2 separate regions of the Oryctolagus cuniculus genome follow, and region 2 is linked to region 1. A link is a contact called in public Hi-C data. All regions are on one chromosome and are shown on one strand. The core of a region is the stretch at or near the end of the contact, and the rest is flanking DNA. Distances in the headings are between cores, read along the strand shown. Region 1 overlaps IFIH1 (interferon induced with helicase C domain 1). Region 2 holds the start of GCG (glucagon).

Region 1 (5,221 bases), core at 2,252-4,751:
AATTTCTTCCTTTTTATTGCAGACTAGTATTCCCTAGGGTGTCTGTGACATCTCAGATGTCTTCCTTATGATTTGGGCAGGTCTTTAACTAATAAGATAGAATAGAGTTTCAGTCAATGCTAATTGAATGTGTAAAACATCTTTCTTAAAATTTATAACACAGCTGATACAAAAGTTGTAGAGAAAGTCTCAATGGACATACATATTGTTTAAGTTTATTAGCATAACATAAATAGACTAATGTGAAAATACTGTGCTTATCAGTTGTTGTAGATTAGCTCTAAAATTCAGATTTGAGGAATCCCTTATGATCACACAGGAAAACCTGCACCTCTCACTGAGAGGTTTTAAATATGGCACTTTGCAATTCCCAGAGGAATGTCTTGTTAGAAGCTCAGAGGCGAGTGTGGGATAGAACTGTCAAGTAGAAGAGAGCTCTGGGCAGATGTACTGATGAAAAGAGAGTATGATTTGTAAGGAAAAGGCAAGGTGTAAAATGAGATGGGAAAATGTCACTGCCAGGATAATTCTATATCTAGCAATATAGGCCAGGATTTTGAGGCCAAAAAAGTGAATGTTGACATGCTTTTCATTTTGTTGTTTTAAATGTAGTATTGAGAATTGAAGTAAATATCAAAATTACTGAAAAATGCTGACAAATATTATCTAAAATCCAACACTCATCAAGTTTTCCACTAAATGTAACAGAAATGGAGATGATTTGTACTTCAGTTTCTGGTCACTAGCAGTTACATCAGAAACTTAAGCCCTCTTCTTATAAATGTAAAACCAAGATTCCCCCCTTGCTTTGTTTTGACTTAGACAAGTTTCATGGAGAGGGGAGCTATTTATGCAATGTGCACAAACAGCTTATTAATTCTATAGAAAATTACAATAAAAATAGGTATTATATAAACTCATTACCTGGATTATTTTAACTTCCCAGATCTGCAGTGTGTCAGAAGGACACTGAGTTCAGAGCTATCCCAGAGAGAATGAAAATTGCACTTTAAGCTGTCTGCATCCTCTATGGTGGACACCCATTATCACTTCGATTTTATAGGTGGGAAATCAAGGCTCAGAGAGGTTAAATGACTTCTCCAGATCACACAGCTAGAATGGGTCAGAGTTCTCATTTTCTGAATCTTAAGTCTAGGGTTAGAGTGCTTTTTTTCCAACCTCAAGTGCATCTCATGATTTCTGGGAAGCTTTGTGAACAAGGAAACAATACCGTACCGACAGTGTTAATTGAGAACAAAGGATTTCTTTTGTTGTTAACAGCAATAGACATTTTTATTGCAATATCAAATTTTCTACCAATGTGAAAACAGAGCTTGTCTTTCCAAAAAAAATTTAGTGAGATGATTTGTACTTTGTTAATATTGCTGATTTCATTGACAGACGTTCATTTTTACCTTTAAGCATTCACACTCATTTTTAAACCTGCTTTGCATCCAAGTTAAAACAAACTACTCTGTCCGTATTGCACAAAGTTAGTGTGAATAATTCTGATGGGGAGTATTATGAAAATGAAAGTGGTTATCAAGAGCTGATTTATCTGTCATTTTAAGAGACTATAAGTCTCCAGTTTCTTCACATAAAAATAATTTTGTTTCCAAGGCAGCAAATTCTTACGAATTTATATAAATATAAATATATATATATATATTTGCTTTCATGGGAATGGAAGTACTGAAGGAAATAAATTTAATAATAAAATAAAATATAGTGTATTTCCCATAACACCAAGAATGCCTTCCCTAAAGGTTTTCTTTCTATATGCACTTTAAAAAAAAATCATATTATAGTCATACACCCTAAAAAGCAAGTTCAAGAAAGTGCTTATGTGACACCAGAAAATAAACCAACCTATATAGTTTACATGTGAAAAAATTTCTACAATTGATTTATTTAGGATTATCTTATTTTGTTCTTTGTACTTCTCAAAGTACGTCACTCTGGACTTGTCATATAAATCAGATTATGCATGTGTGATATTAGAGTAGAAAATATAAAACAAAATCAATGGAGCAGGGTGCTGCCATAAAAAACAGTGTGGACTCTAAAGGATTGGTCTCTGGATTGGAACTCAGCCACTGTGAACAAATGACCAAACCTTTAAAAATAAAATGTAAACTGTAGTTCTAGTTTCTAATTTACTTAAGGATGATTTTGTTAGAGAAAAGAAAAGAATCTTGAAAAGAAACAAACATTAAATTCCATATAGCTGCTGCATAAAGGGCTTTGCATATCAGAATTACGTTGTGTAATAGGTTAGTTAACTTTTATATAAGGTGCCATTTCCCCTAGGGAAAATATTAAAGCTAGCTATAAAACAAATTAGAAAATGATGCTAATCCTTGTTAAAGAAAAGTGGTTATTCATATCAAACACTATTGGCGTGAAAGAAAATTATACCCATCCAGTTAAAAGATGGAATTTTCTGTGATAGCTTTGTAAACAACACAAAAAAGAACAGCTTTGCTTACAACAACTCTGAGTGTCTACGACCAGTCCATAAGCCATGGGAAAAAAACGGCCTCATTCTGTAATCACAGATTGAATATTTTGCTAATATGGCAGAAATATGAACTAGGATCCAAGAAATTTCATATTTAACATACCCTAGACCTTAAATACTTTGAATTTATTTTTATATCATTTAGAAACCAAAAATACTGAAATTTAAACAATTTTTCAAATTAAAAAAAAAACCTTAGTTGCAGGCCTTTCAGATCTATTTTAATGTAAAGTCTGCCCTCTACTGGAAAATGTTATTTTCACAAGTAGTGGACAACTACATTGTTTACTCAGAGCTAAGCTTTATTAGGTAAAATACAAACTGTGCTTCTATTCCTACCAGGTGAGGGTGACGTCTCTCCTACTTTGAGCCCCAAAACCACTCCACTTCCTTTCCCCTTGCCTCAGTCTGTCACAGGTTCTCTTTGCTGACAAGTGTTTTGTGTTCCAGCAGGAAATAAGGAAAAGGAAAGGGCCTTTGTGTGTGCTGAACAAGAAGAGCACCAACAGCTTGGCTCTCTCAGGAAGACTTGAGATGGTCGAATTCCACTGCCCATGCTAACGTTACGTTTATGCGACTTCGGATCTTGCTCGGCATTTAGCCTCACCTCCTTAGCCCTCCCCCACTTCCCTCCAGTTTCAACCCGAAACATCAAACAAAGATCTCCCCGAAAGCTCATATCACGTGTGCACAACGACTGTGTGGACTTCTTCTGTGTGCTCGCGTTCATACTACTAATAAGTGTTTCCTTTTCTTTTGAAATAACTTATTCTCAATCCTTCTTGAGAGGAAATAGATCACTTTTATCTTCAGCTCTATGTATATCACTCTACACATACACTCGCTCACATTTTGGTCTGTCAGATTCTGTTCTCTGTGCCAAGGAACATGTGTTCCTGCAGAATGGAGAGAAGCCACCTCCACCCACCTTGCATATTCTCTCCTGGATCCAAGCTTCTAGGAAATGAGTTCCCCAAAGAGAAAAATCAGACTCCTAGAGCCACAGGCCCACATGGCTATCCAAGGCGCTCCTCTGCTCCTGTTTATAGCATTTCTACTGCTGAAATGCTTCAATCAGAATTAAATTTGAATTGCATTTAAAGATAGCATCAGCTGTGTCATCCATCCCCTTTAGCCTTCGGACTTGAGTCCTAATGCAGCAGGATTGTTAATAAGCAGCGCCCCTCCGTATGACCTATCCATTTACTGCCAGTCAGTCATGGAGCAGCATGCCCTAGAGTCCAATCAATCATGAACGATGAGCTGGATACCCACGCGAGAAGTCAGTCTTGGGAATAACAAAGTGTAGGGATGGCAAGGTGGAAGGCAATTTGGAAATCTTATAGACACCTGCTGAGAAAGGCAACAGGAATAAGCAGACAAGAAGAAAGGACAGGAAGAGGGATGTTCATGGGGGTTCATCTACGTGAAGGAGAAAAGCCATGACTGAAGAGTGTCTATTTCTGTGGTGTAGATATTCCCACCACGGCCAGTTTCACGCGATCAGTGTCCTGTCAGAATTCTCCTCTAATTAAGAACTTTGCTAGAAACATCGTCTGAGATGATCACGCATGCTCTGTGCTGGTATTTCATGATCACCAGTGAGTGGTGAACTTGTATTTGTGTGTGTGTGTGCCATGGGAAAAGCAGTGGAAAAACGACAGAGAAACCCATGGACTCCCATTGAGTTTAGAGAGCTTCTCTCTCATCACCCTTCGCAAGTGCTCCCCTCTCAAACTGCTCCCCTATCTTTTCAATGCATTTACTCATGACGGTTCTGCAACTGAAAATGTTTCCTGCCACATGGACTTAGAAAATCCCACAAAAGACCTTCAAGGCTCAGAGAAAATACATTGTATTTCTCCCCTAAGAAGTTTTCTAAGATTAATCTCCTTTTTTTTTTTTTTTTTTTTTTGACAGGCAGAGTGGACAGTGAGAAAGAGAGAGACAGAGAGAAAGGTCTTCCTTTGCCATTGGTTCACCCTCCACTGGCTGCCAAGGCTGGCACGCTGCGGCCGGCGCACCGCGCTGATCTGAAGCCAGGAGCCAGGTACTTCTCCTGGCACTCCCATGGGGTGCAGGGCCCAAGCACTTGGGCCATCCTCCACTGCACTCCCTGGCCACAGCATGAGCTGGCCTGGAAGAGGGGCAACCGGGACAGAATCCGGCGCCCCAACCAGGACTAGAACCCCGTGTGCCGGCGCCGCTAGGTAGAGGATTAGCCTATTGAGCCATGGCGCCGGCCCTCCCTTCTTTCACAAACCTTCTCACCCCTTACCATGTAGGGCTCATGATTCTTTTGCTATGGGTAGGTTACTGTTTCTCCTTATGAGTATGTCACTGGCTTTTGTGAGCTGGGTATAAATGTCCTTAGGGTAAACCCAATGCCTCAGTGTTTAGTTCCCTCAATAACATAATCTGACCATCCTCTTCCTGCCTGTTATTCTGGCTTACAGTCCAAATTAAAAAGGAAATCATTGCTTTTGTGAAAACTTTGTTTAAAAAGCTTTAAGTGTGTAGCCATAATTGGACATCATGAGAATAAATACAGCATGTATTAACTGCAATCTAGGAAGATTTCTTTCTGCCAATATATGTATATCCTCATTCCTAAGATAAGAACCACAGCCTTTCTGAAAATATTTCTCAATTGTAAGTCCTATAATTGACACAGATAGTTCACGGTAAGTTGAAATAAAA
Region 2 (5,183 bases), core at 569-3,068, 160 kb before region 1:
ATCTGTGTTTCCAGAACTATTTGCAAATTAAAGCAAACGCTTCTTTTTAGGATTGTACCACTGTTGGAAAGTTTCTCGTAAAAGACTAAAAGCTGTCAGTTTAGTCCTAAATAATTCCTTCCATTCAAAATCTCTAAAGATTTTGCAATATCTTCAATCATGCCCTACAGAGGCATATTTAGAGCAGATTTTACTCTACCATTGTGGGTGCTGATGGAATATGAAACAATCATAAATAAATAAGGGAATGTATAGATCATTAATAAATAACCATAAATAAGGGAATGCTTGAAGTCCTTTAAAACCAATCAAATGAGTTCTATGGAAAGAATGAACTGGCTTAAACATCTCATGTATTTGTTTTTGAGTCTATAGAATTGTGAAAAAAATAGAGTTAACCCATTGCTTGAATTCTATTGCTAAGAAAGCAAAATATTTATGTTATTTTAGTATCAAAATATCATTCAATAAGAAAATACTTTCCAGTTACTTTTACTCTTCTTTTGTAGCCTAAGGAGAGAGTCTGAAATTGTGTACTCCCCCCCATTTCTATTCAAATTTTTCAAAGGCAACTAGAGTAACAGTAGTAATCTCTGCGAGGAGCATCTTTTATAAAGATTAACCCCAGACCTAGGAAAGAAATTTATATTACATCCCTATGTATATTGGCATTGTAGAACACATAATTCCTTTTAAAACTGGCCAACTCTTTTCATAACAGGTCCTCAGTATGTATGGAAAAATACACCATTTAATCACTTACTCCATTGAGGATCTTTGCAAATTTGCTCTTTAAGAGCTTAAATATGTGGGTACTTCAAAACATTTGTGGAAAATGTGTATTATCAAAGTATTCACAAATGTCAAAACTATTCTTGCACCAAAACAAATTTATCTGTAAATTCCATTTTCCATGAACTTTGTGCAGTATCCTCATAGATACTTTAGAACATCTAATTTTTTTTCTAAAAAAAGTACTAAAATTTTTTCCAGTTTATAGTGATTTTAGGTTTTATTTATTATTACTGGTCCTCACTATATATCAAATGATTATTAATACATGGCTTTACTCAGATCCATCCAAAGAAATCCCAAAAACTAGATGGTACTTTTTTCCACACCAAATACGCTATGTCTTATTTATTAAGAGCTTATTTCATGGACTTTGATTTTTTTGATAGACCTCTCAGAAATTCGAATTTTTGAAAGACAGATATTGAATCCACTCTTGGAAAACCAGATATTTTAATTGGTAAAGAGCAATTTCTGTTACAGCCTTTCTAATGGACGCATTTCTGCTGAATTTAGAAGGCGCCTTCTGTTCAAAGTACTATACACATTTATCAAATCTAAGGAAAAATATTTATTTGTCAAAATGTTACAACTTATTTTCAAATTCAGTTTTCATAACAATTAAACCTTATAACAAGTGCCTTCATTTCAATCTTTGTTTTCTATTTTGTATCATTGCGCTGAATTGTTTCTCCGACTCAATTTGCAGCTTCAGTATGTTCAAGTAGATGTAAACACATTTGATACTTTTTCATCTCAATTCTGTTCTATCTATTATTAATAATAAAGTACACAATGAAAGAACACTTTAATTCATAGTATTTGCTCCCTTAACATACTAAACTGTCTCCAAAACAGGATTCACAGTTTTGCGATCATCCAATGTCAGTCTTACCTTCTGAGTACTGGCGTGTGGAACAGAGCAGGTGGAGAGAGAGCAAGCCCTCTGTGGACACTGGATGTGCTCTGTGCCCTGGACTCTGCACTTCTGCAGCAGACCACACTGCTTTATATACTCTCCAGCTCTCCTAGCCCACAGATATTATGCTGACAATATAAATTTCTCAACTGTAAATAATGGGTCTTTGTTACAAATGATTTCACTCGCCCACTCAGTTTGCTCATCTGCATTCTCTGCCCGTATTGGGTGGGACATCAGAGACCCGGAAACTTTTTATTGACTCTTGTGCCTTTTCCTTTTGTTTTTGTTGGGAATGGAAAGGACAGTTTGGAAATTCATTCAGGCATGAAATTCACTTATTATCTGACGTAAATTTTGATGTTGAGGAAAAAAGAACTTGATATTATGTAGTCTGTAGCTAGCCCCATTTTTAGCATGGCCTCATTTGAGAGTCTTTCAGTTTTAATACTTAGATATGATGGATTTATTGAGTTTAATAATTTATTAATTCATCCATTTATTAAAATAGCAAATCATTAATTCTACACATACTTATTAAAAATCCTATCCTCTCCATTGTATGGAATTAATTTGTATTGTTTTTGTGGGGAATTTTAAAGAACGTCAGTTAAAATGTAATGTGGCCCATTGTAATAAATCAAACTTAGAAAGAATATAGCAAGAAGAGTATTAAACATCCAAGATAGGCAATGTTAATAGTCCTATGGGTATTTGAATTCTGACCTGCCTGATAAAGAGAATGAGGCACTAAATTACAAAAGAATGAGATGTGGAGAAAATTGTCAAGATGAGATGCATACTGTCATATTTCCTGAGTTTTGTGACCTTCCATACAGGTCTAGAGGATTTTTTTTTTTTTTTTGACAGGCAGAGTGGACAGTGAGAGAGAGAGACAGAGAGAAAGGTCTCCCTTTGCTGTTGGTTCACCCTCCAATGGCCACCATCACCGGCACACCGCGCTGATCGGATAGCAGGAGCCAGGTGCTTCTCCTGGTCTCCCATGGGGTGCAAGGCCCAAGCACTTGGGCCATCCTCCACTGCAATCCCTGGCCACAGCAGAGAGCTGGCCTGGAAGAGGGGCAACCGGGACAGAATCCGGTGCCCCGACTGGGACTAGAACCCAGTGTGCCGGCGCCGCAGGGCGGAGGATTAGCCTAGTGAGCCACGGCGCCGGCCCAGGTCTAGAGGATTTATAGGATACAATTTTCGTCACTTTGGAGAAATAGAAAAATGTGAACTAATCTGGACAGCTAGCATGAGAACTAATGTCAGCATAATTAAATTTTAGTCTTGCCACTATCAGCAAACTGTGTGACCCTGGTCGAGTCACATACTTTCTCTGTGTCCTTGCCTCCTTATTTGTAGGCTAAAGGGCATGGTTAATGGTCCCTTCCAAGCTAAAAGTAAAAGCATCGCAACATTTTCTAACCAGATTCCTTTGCATGGTATCCCTGGTGACTTTTGTGAAAGTAAATGACAGAGGCAACTGGAGAAACATTCCAAATTCACTTAAGGGTTCGATTTGCGGATCAGACCAACTGTTAGATATATGGCTACTTAAAGGCCATGGAGATCAGTTTGGTGTCAATTTGGGAGACCTTACTGAGGGTCTTTTTTGTCTATTGATGATATGAAAGACTTGCTGTCTAAAGTGTGGTCCAAGGACCAGCATCTGGGACTTTTCTAGAAATGCAGCCCAGAAGTATTGAATCATAGTCTGCATGTTAATGAGATCCCCAGGCAATTCATATAGATATTAAAGTTTGTGAAGTTCATCTGTAGGAAGCAATCACCTCACTTACCTGTTTGCTGGGGTCTTGATCTGAGGATTGCTTCTTGGCACTGCCAGCAGAGGGGGTGAGAGAGCAGAGAAAAGTGTCAAGCCTTAGGTCCTCTTGCAGTCAATAAGGTATAAATAACAATCATGGCTTGAAAGTGAGTGTTGGTTAATGTACGATTAAATTGTTCTCTCCTCTGGCTACAATATTCATAAACATATTATCTGTGTGTATTTTTGCTCACCGTTTTGGCAGATTCAGTTCCAATTTTTTTTCCTTTTGTCTGTTTGACATGTTTCTGTTTGTCTCCATTTCTTTCTCTCCCTCTTAGGACACAACCTGTTTGTGGAGCAGTCCTAAGAAGTGAGCTCTGTGGATGACACATACAAAACCCTGAACACAGTGTTGCCATCTCAGTGAATACGCCATCCCAATATTTCACTCCAAAACCTCCTTCTTCCCCCTTCACCCTACTTGTTTTCTATTATTTAGAAGTGAACATCTCAAGTTTTTCCATAAATTTCCTCTCACTTCCTCTAGCCAATCAATCAGGTTACTGGGGACTCACATCCTCACAATGCTAAGCACTTTGAGTATGCATTTGTATCACAAATCCTTCTCACACTGCTCTCCCGCCTCAGAAGGGCAAGTCAGGCTTGTTCATAATCAGGCACTGTATTGTCAGAAAATAAGACAAAAATCAAGTACAATTTGTTCCTCCAGGTCTTTGCACAATGCTTCCCCAACACCAATTTCTGCTTGGCCTTCAATTCCTCTCACTGCCATTAGTTAGTTGAGGCAGAGATGTGAGGCAGAGAAAGTGGTAGCCCTGTATTTGTACGACCAATGTTTAAAAGGTTGTATGGAGGCAGGGAAATACTGGGAGTGTTGATTAGAGTTCCTCCATCAGGTAGCAATGACTGGTAGTTGTCAATGGGTCTGACCCCACAGTGGTTATGACATACCTCCTGCAAGGTCATTGTGTCTTGACATAAGAAATAGAAGACATTTACTACATGAAGTAGGATGGAAAATTTTCCATTAATTTTTTTGAAGCAAATAAGTTATTTGATCAAGGGTTTCTTGCCTTTTTATAAAGCTCAGGACCAGGGACAACTTTGATGGGTGTGACCTGTGAGGCTGCATGGGGCTGCAGGTGTAGAAGGACACTGAGCTTGCTTTAGTGCTTACCTTTTAACACATTCAAATACTTAATAATTTTTGAACAAAGTCCCACATTTCTTTCAGTTGTCCCAAAAAAATTATGTAGCTTGTCCTGTTTATGACCTCACCTTACAAAACCATGGGGTGTGGAGTGGTTGAGTGTTTACTTTGTGAACCTGTTCTAAATACTTAGGCTGAAATGCTTGAGAATGGCAACACTGAGTTTCACTCCAGTGGCAAATCTTTGAGCAAGGAGGACTCTCTTATTTTTCAAGATTTCTTTATTTGAAAGTGGTTATGAAGAGATAGAGAGAGATTCAGAGAGTCTTCCATCCACTGGTTCACTCCCCAAACAGCCACAATGGCCAGGGCTGGCCAGGCCATAGCCAGGAATCAAGAGCTCCATCTGGGCCTCCCATGTGTGTGGCAGGGGCCCAAGTACTTGAGTTATCCTCTGCTGCCTTCCCAGGCACATTAGCAGACAGCTGGTTCTGAAGTGAAGCAGCGAGCACTCTAACCAGTGCTCA

Evidence for each region. Hi-C and Micro-C count contacts between places; a contact is called where the count stands out from the background.
Region 2: a contact with region 1 is called in a Hi-C map of embryonic fibroblasts, with 4 times the contacts expected there. The contact joins the promoter of GCG here to the enhancer-like site in region 1. A contact is called at or near these places in 5 of 6 Hi-C or Micro-C datasets (ear pinna, embryonic fibroblasts, psoas muscle and 2 more).

What each region holds. Positions count from the first base shown.
Region 1 is chr3:79,384,836-79,390,056 of mOryCun1.1, reverse strand. The region is part of intron 3 of IFIH1 (interferon induced with helicase C domain 1); the gene reads right to left. Among named protein-coding and RNA genes, the nearest start is that of IFIH1, 29 kb to the right of the region's middle. Within about 2 kb of position 3,501, at least 2 of the 8 cell types and tissues checked have an H3K27ac peak or open chromatin away from gene starts, as enhancers often do.
Region 2 is chr3:79,545,858-79,551,040 of mOryCun1.1, reverse strand. It overlaps GCG (glucagon), which reads right to left and starts at 1,818. Exons shown (of 6, transcript XM_008258669.4): 1 at 1,688-1,818.